2 separate regions of the Sus scrofa genome follow, and region 2 is linked to region 1. The links are chromatin contacts, called in public HiChIP or PLAC-seq maps. All regions are on one chromosome and are shown on one strand. The core of a region is the stretch at or near the end of the contact, and the rest is flanking DNA. Distances in the headings are between cores, read along the strand shown. Region 1 overlaps SYNJ2 (synaptojanin-2). Region 2 overlaps LOC106506439 (a long non-coding RNA gene).

Region 1 (3,397 bases), core at 415-2,914:
GAACAAAATGCACAAAAAAGTGAAAAAGTGGCCCTAACTAGAGGGTGTGGGGACACCCGTCTCCAGAGGGAGGGAAACAAGGCCAAGTGCGCTGGCCCCACCTCAGCCGGAAACGTGCACAGCGGGCGCCTCGCATCGTCACCCTTCTGAGCCCTGCGGATGACCCAGAGCGCTCCAGGAACTTGGTTTGAGGCTCGCAGATAAACTCGAGCAAGCGGGCAAATTTGTAAATCCGGAATCTGCAAGTAACGAGGATTCACTGCACTGATTCGGGAAATGGGATTTCCTTCCTCTCTCCCCTCGGAACAGAGAAATCCACATCTGTTTCCTTGGTCACCTGGGTTTGTGCCAGCTGTGTCCCCTCTCCCTCTTCCCGGTTTTCTCACAGTGTGCATGATAAGTTATGCGGTCCCAAGGCCGCACCGTTTCACCGAGGCCCCTGCATTACTATGTGTATTTTGCCTGAAAACCATGACTTATCATCAACTCCCAACATTGACAAGCACGCCGCACGGCAGGAAGGGAGAGGAGAAGCTGGAGCCCGACGGGCTGACATCGCGGAGCCCGGAGCCCCGGAGCCGCGAGGGCGGGCACGCGCTCCCCCAGCGGGAGGACCAGACGCAGCGAGACTCACCGTGGACTTACATTCTCGCCCGTGGTGAACACATCAAAGTCATCCCAGTGCAGCTTCAACTGGGGCCTCAGCAGGTTCTCCAATTTCTCTAGCTTCCCGCCTTTAGCAAACTGATGCAAGTCAAAGTTTATCATAGGTGTGTCGCCGGCGTGGCAGGAAGCCCAGAGCAGCTTCTGGAAGGGGAAGGGAGAGGGTGGCAGGACACCTGAGTGCGGACCGTGCCGTGTGACAGAGCACGGGGGAGAGCTGGAAGGCCTTCGGTGGACCCACTGACCAGCCCTGACCCGGAAAGGGCAGCGCAGAACAAAGACCCTGGGGACAAAACCACAAACAGTGTCCTGCCTGCAGGAGGGAAGAGGGTCCACGCTGGACAGGACGGTCAGAGCAGGCGTGGCTCCCCGGGGGCGCCCAGGGCCCCGCACCGACATCACCTCCCTCGGGGCTCTACCGAGGGTGCTGACGGGGAAGGACTGCTCTGTTCTGCAGGCACCTGAGGGCCATGGGCGCTCCAGGTACAGGGCAGTGCCCCAGGCTGCGGAGCTCATAATCCAGCTCCCGTTGCCCTAGTGACCAGCCAAGCCTCCGGGAGGGTGTGCTCAGGAGCAGCCAAGGCCCCCAGCCAGCACACCTCCAGGCCACCCCATGAGGGGAGGTGCCGCCCAATGGAGCTCCAGGGTCGGGGAGATGGGGCTCAGGGCCAGCAGCCCTGCCCCCCGCCTGGGCCCAGGTCCAGCCTGGGAGCTGGAGCAAAGGCCGAGCCAGAGATGGAGAAACATGGCAGGTGGATTCCAGGCAGGCGAGGCGTCCTGGCAGAGGTCTCCCTTCCACCCAGAGCACCTCAGCCAGCAAGCCCTCAGCACTCTGACCAGGCGGCCCCCATGGCAAAGGACGAACCCCGCTTTCCCAGGGCACCTGCCCTCGGCCGCCCACCAGATCCTCCTGCGTGGCTTCAGGTCAGGCTTGTCCAGCATTGCCAGCCAGGGTCACTGACTAGAAGGGCTCTGGGCCATCTGGTTCCTGTGACTCCCCAGGCACCAGACTGCAGATCAACACGCAGCCGCCGTCATCAGGAAGGTCTCGCTGTGTGGAAGAGTCAGCCCAGCTGAAGCATGCGCTTGGTGGCTTCATATTCTGGAGCAAATACCTGGTCTCTGTGGTCAGAGGCTGGCTGCTGGTGCATGGACCTCGGTGGGCACGTCAGTGTGGCAGAGCTGACAGGATGAGGGAGCTCCCTTCGGGGGACACCCCAGTCAGGACCACGACCCAGGTCTTTCCAGGTAGCATCTGCTTCTTACCTCCTACCTGCCCAGGAGCCTGCCCTCCCCCACTGGGCCACAGGCCTGCTGCCATCACCACCTTTCCTGCCCAGAGGTCCACCAGCTGATGGGGAGATGCTGAGGACACCTCCCCAAAATCAAGGCACAAAGGGGAAAAAAATCCTTGAGGGTTTTTTTTTTTTCCCTTTCTTTTTCTTCCTTAAAATAAGCTGCCAACACTGCTGCCAAGATGGGTGGGAGGGGAGAGACTTTTCAAGCTTGTTGCCAATAGCAACAAACCAAACAGGAAAAGCAGGTCTGGCCAAATGAAACTGGCCACCAGAACGTCTCTGAAAGCACGTGGCTTTCCTCCGCAGAGGGAAATGAGCACCAGCTGGACTCAGCTTCCCCGGGCCAGGAGCCAGGACTCCCCAGGAGTGAAGTCTGACTTCACATTCTCTCCACGAGGGGCCCCCTTGAGCTCTCAACAACCACAGGGCTTTTTTTCCCATCCAGCGGTGGCTTTGAGCAGCTGGAAAAGAGCTGTGGAGCCCACGGCCACAGCTCATTCTGCAGCTTTGTCCACAGTGGGCTGAAAACACACGGAAGCAGTGGGGACTCGGAGATGCGGGCAAGGTGGGCCTTGCTCTTACTGCTTCCTCCCCCGACGTGTGTCGGGAAGCCTCGGGGGGCCCACAGAGCACTGGGCACAGGAAGCAGCTTTCCAGGGCAGCCCAAACAAGAATGGAATATTTGAAGACGCCAAGTCAGCAGGAGGAAATCATGGAAGATGGCTCACTTTAAACCCAGCAGGGACTCTGAAGAGCCACTCAGGCACCAGTGCCCTGTGGGTGTCGGTACGAACCTGCCAGGAGCCGCTGGTCAGCAGCTGAGCCAGACCAGCAAGGAAGGAGGCAACTCCAAGTCCCTGAGCAGGTCAAGGGTGAAGCCCAAACATACGTGTGCACATGCACGCACACACGCGTGCATCTAAGAGAGCCAGGGACAGGCCCCGCCGTCCAGAGTCCTCAATGCCCCATGGGGAGCGCTGGAACAAAAACATGCTATAAAATTGGGTTATGATGATCATCGTACAAGTCCAAATGTAATAAAGTTCATTGAGTAATTTAAAAACTTAACACTAAAAACGAAAAGAACATTCGTCCAGAAAAAAACCCAAAAAACAACCAAAAAAACACACCTGGAGATGGGAGATGCTTTGTTTTCATTTTGAGCAAATTCCCCAGCCACCGCCCCCCAAAATTAAACTTTATTCATCAAGAGCCCCCATCATCTAAAGCTGAAGCTCTGATAGAAAAACCTCCACAAGCAGGAGGAACGCAATGCTGCGGTTTCCAGCCCCCGAGGAAGCCCGCCCAGAGCAGGGGCCCCTTGGCTCCCTCGCCTGCCCCCTCCCCGGGTCAAGGGGAAGCCACGTACCTTGAAGGCTCTGTTGAGCACCTCTTCTCCGCCTCTGCTGCCCAGCAGGTTCACTACCACTTGCTTC
Region 2 (3,397 bases), core at 425-2,924, 260 kb after region 1:
GGAGTGTGCTGGGTGCCAGTGATTCACTTACATCAGCATCCGCTGGGTTGGTGTGGAAAATGCAGATTACTGGGCTCAGATGCAGTCAGAGTGTCTGGGGGGCGAGGACCAGGAATCTGCATGCTTAGCTAGACTCTCAGTCGACTGTTAAGAATCTCAAAGTTTGAGAGTCATTGAATGAGGACCTATTATGTGCTAGAGACATTATTTTTTTTAGGGCCTCACCTGCGGCTTATGGAAGTTCCCGGGCTAGGGGTTGCGAATCGGAGCCACAGCTGCCGGCCCACATCACAGGTACAGCAACGCCAGATCCAAGTGGCATCTATGACCTACACCACAGCTCCCAGTAATGCTGGATCCTTAACTAAGTGAGGCCAGGGATCGAATCTGCATCCTCATGGATACTAGTTGGGTTCATTTCTGTTGAGCCCCAAGGGGAACTCCCATAGAGACATTATCTACTGGAAACAAAACTTCACAACAATCTTATGAGGTAGGTATTATCATCTCCACTTTTTAATTTTTATTTATTTATTTACATATTTTGCTTTTTAGGGCCTCACTCATGGTATATGGAAGTTCCCAGGCTAGGGGTTGAGTCGGAGCTAAAGCCGCCGGCCTACACCACAGCCACAGCAACGCCAGATTCAAGCTGTGTCTGCGACCTACACCACAGCTTGTGGTAATGCCGGATCCTTAACCTGCTGAGCAAGGCCAGGGATTGAACCCACAACCTCATGGATGCTAGTTGGGATCATTAACTGCTGAACCACGAAGGGAACTCCATCTCTACTTTTTAAAACAAATTTTAAGTTTATCATTATTTTTTGCCATGCCCACAGCATGCAGAATTTCCTGGGCCAGGACTTGAACCCATGCCACAGCTGCGACCTGAGCCACAGCGGTGACAACATGGGATTCTTAGTCCATTGAGCCACCAGGGAACTCTGTTATCATCTCTACTTCTAAACTAAAACTTAGAGAAGCTGCATAACATTTCTAATGTTACCTAGCTAGTAAATGGCAAAACCAGGATTCAAATTCAGGTCCACCTAATTCTACAGCCTGGGCCCTTCTTAAATTGCCTCCGTGTTCCGGCAGAGATCCCGCCACGGCCAGGCTATCCAAGCGGCCTCTGACGTTTGTTCTCCCAGACAGCACAGAGTGGGTGTGCGAGAGCCACTCTGAACTTTGTGGGAGGCTGATGGTAGCTGTGACATCTTTCTCCCACAATTGCTGTATTTATTCTTTTAACCATGGGGGGCTCCCACCTCCCGGAGTCCATGCTCCTTACTGGACAGGTGCTTTAGGGGACCCTGGCCCCCATCTTTTAGGAAACGCTGATGATTAGAAGCAAAGCATGGCGCAAATGAATGTTATGAAACAGACAACTCACAGATACAGAGAAAAGACTTGCGGTTGCCAAGGGGGAGGGGGATAGGGGAGGGAGAGATTGGCAGTTTGGGACCAGCAGAGGCAAACTACAAGGTTCTGCTGTAGAGCCCAGGCAACTATAAGCAGTATCTTGTAATAAACCATAATGGAAGAGTAGAGGAAATAAGCAAACACGAACAAAGAAACAGAAACAGTGCGGCAGATGCTGTTGGGTCACCAGCCCCCCCCATCCGCCTCCTCCCAGGACTGGGGGATCATGTGCTTCAGGGAGGAAGTGGGTCCGACCACAGCCCTGGCATGTGATTCCTAATTAGCTAAATTACACTGGGAATTCCACTGCTTGCCAGTGATTCAGCAACGGGCAAGTGACCCAGTTCTTGTCAATGGGCTGTGAGGGAAAGTCAGCCAGGAGTTTCTGAGAGGAATTTCTGACGGTTCCTTTGCCAAGAGCTGTCCAAGCGGCTCCATTGGAAGAAGCTGGGCTAACATGCTGCACAACGCTAGGGGGCGCCAGCAGTGAGATTCTATGTGGATGGAGCCCCTTGGAATTACACAAAGAATACTGCTCAGGCAGAAAGCAAGGCCAAGGGTGCCCCCTGGAGGTGGGCAGCTTGGCTGTGTGTGGAGAGAGGGTTTCACTGAAATTTGAGCCACTTGGTATTTGCAATCCCAGGTGTACTCAGTAACAGCAACCGACCCAAGATTTTAAACCACAGAATGGCGCAGGCACAGAAGGCTTTCTGGTTCAACTGGGTTGCTGTCTGTTTCGCAAAATCCAGATTCTAGAGTCTCCTGGAGTTCGTTTCCCCCAGAGCCCTCATGCGGGGATAAACATCTTTGGTTTGAATCTTTGGGAGGATCAGGCGGGATGGAGCCGTCCAGCAAGGAGCAGTTCCAGGCCGCAAGGCCCTGAGGGGAGCGGCCAGGCCCTGGCTGACCCAGCCTCTGCCCCAGACTTGCGAAGCCTCCGGGCTCAGCTTTCTGTATCTCCCCTTGGCCTTCAGCTGTCGGCTTCCTGAGGACACGCGTCTAGAAAAGCCACCTTGCTCTCCTGGAGGATCTCTGACCCGTTCGGCCCCACGAGAACCTGCCCTGACCCCTGAGCTGCCGCCTCCCGCAGGCCTCTGCCGAGCTGCTGTGCTTTCTCAGCCTGACTCCCAGTTGGAAGTTCTGCTGGAAGACGCCGATACAACGTAGCAAACACATTTTTTTTTTTTTGACCTTTTGCCTTTTCTGAGGCCGCTCCCGCGGCATATGGAGGTTCTCAGGCTAGGGGTCGAATCAGAGCTGTAGCCGCCGGCCTACACCACAGCCACAGTAACGCAGGATTCGAACTGTGTCTGCCATCTACACCACAGCTCATGGCAATGGCGGATCCTTAACCCACCGAGCGAGGCCTGGGATCAAACCCGCAGCCTCATGGTTCCTAGTCGGATTCGTTCACCACTGAGCCATGACAGAAACTCCGTGCAAACAATTTTTTAAATGGTTTTTAAAAATTACAAATTTCCTCCCCAGGTAGTGCAGTTGTACATGCTCAAGGCGGAGAAGGAGGCTAAATCACCCCCCCCCAAGTGGCCCAGAGGGAAATGCTCTGAGTAGGTACGTATTTTCCATTTCCTTGTTTAACTAAAATTGTTACCGCTTTTGTCCTGACGACCGTCGTGACCATGATAGTTGCCCTCATCATATTTTTATTACGATTGTTCTTATCAGAGATGACTGATGAGGCTACGGTTACGCAACATTGACCGGAGGGTCTCTGTGCACACACGGTGTCCGATTGAACGAAACTGATGAGGCGCGTCCCCCATCCCTGTACTGTCTGGAGTTTCTCTGAAGGTGGAGACTCTCGAAATATTCCAGGTCTTTCTAGAGTCAGGGGCCACGTCGGGCTTGCAAGGGAGACATGCAAGGATGCTCCATCCCTTCCTGAGCTTACAGAAACATTCAGAAGCCCCCCCCTCCATCATGATCCAGGAACTGTATTATCAAACCAAAT

What was found. HiChIP or PLAC-seq counts read pairs in DNA pulled down with a chosen protein or histone mark.
Region 2: a contact with region 1 is called in an H3K27ac HiChIP or PLAC-seq map of skeletal muscle. The contact joins two enhancer-like sites. A contact is called at or near these places in 9 of 47 Hi-C or Micro-C datasets (alveolar macrophages, embryonic fibroblasts, fetal skeletal muscle and 6 more) and 1 of 2 datasets of contacts at active chromatin or transcription factors (skeletal muscle).

The regions. Positions count from the first base shown.
Region 1 is chr1:9,047,172-9,050,568 of Sscrofa11.1, forward strand. SYNJ2 (synaptojanin-2) reads right to left here. Exons shown (of 28, transcript XM_021086423.1): 7 at 3,331-3,397; 8 at 635-807. Among named protein-coding and RNA genes, the nearest start is that of SYNJ2, 60 kb to the right of the region's middle. Within about 2 kb of position 1,665, at least 43 of the 83 cell types and tissues checked have an H3K27ac peak or open chromatin away from gene starts, as enhancers often do. A contact at or near this core is called in embryonic fibroblasts, liver, retroperitoneal adipose tissue and 1 more, where this site is marked.
Region 2 is chr1:9,309,372-9,312,768 of Sscrofa11.1, forward strand. The region is part of intron 3 of LOC106506439 (a long non-coding RNA gene); the gene reads right to left. Among named protein-coding and RNA genes, the nearest start is that of SNX9, 72 kb to the left of the region's middle. Within about 2 kb of position 1,675, at least 39 of the 83 cell types and tissues checked have an H3K27ac peak or open chromatin away from gene starts, as enhancers often do. A contact at or near this core is called in embryonic fibroblasts, liver, retroperitoneal adipose tissue and 1 more, where this site is marked.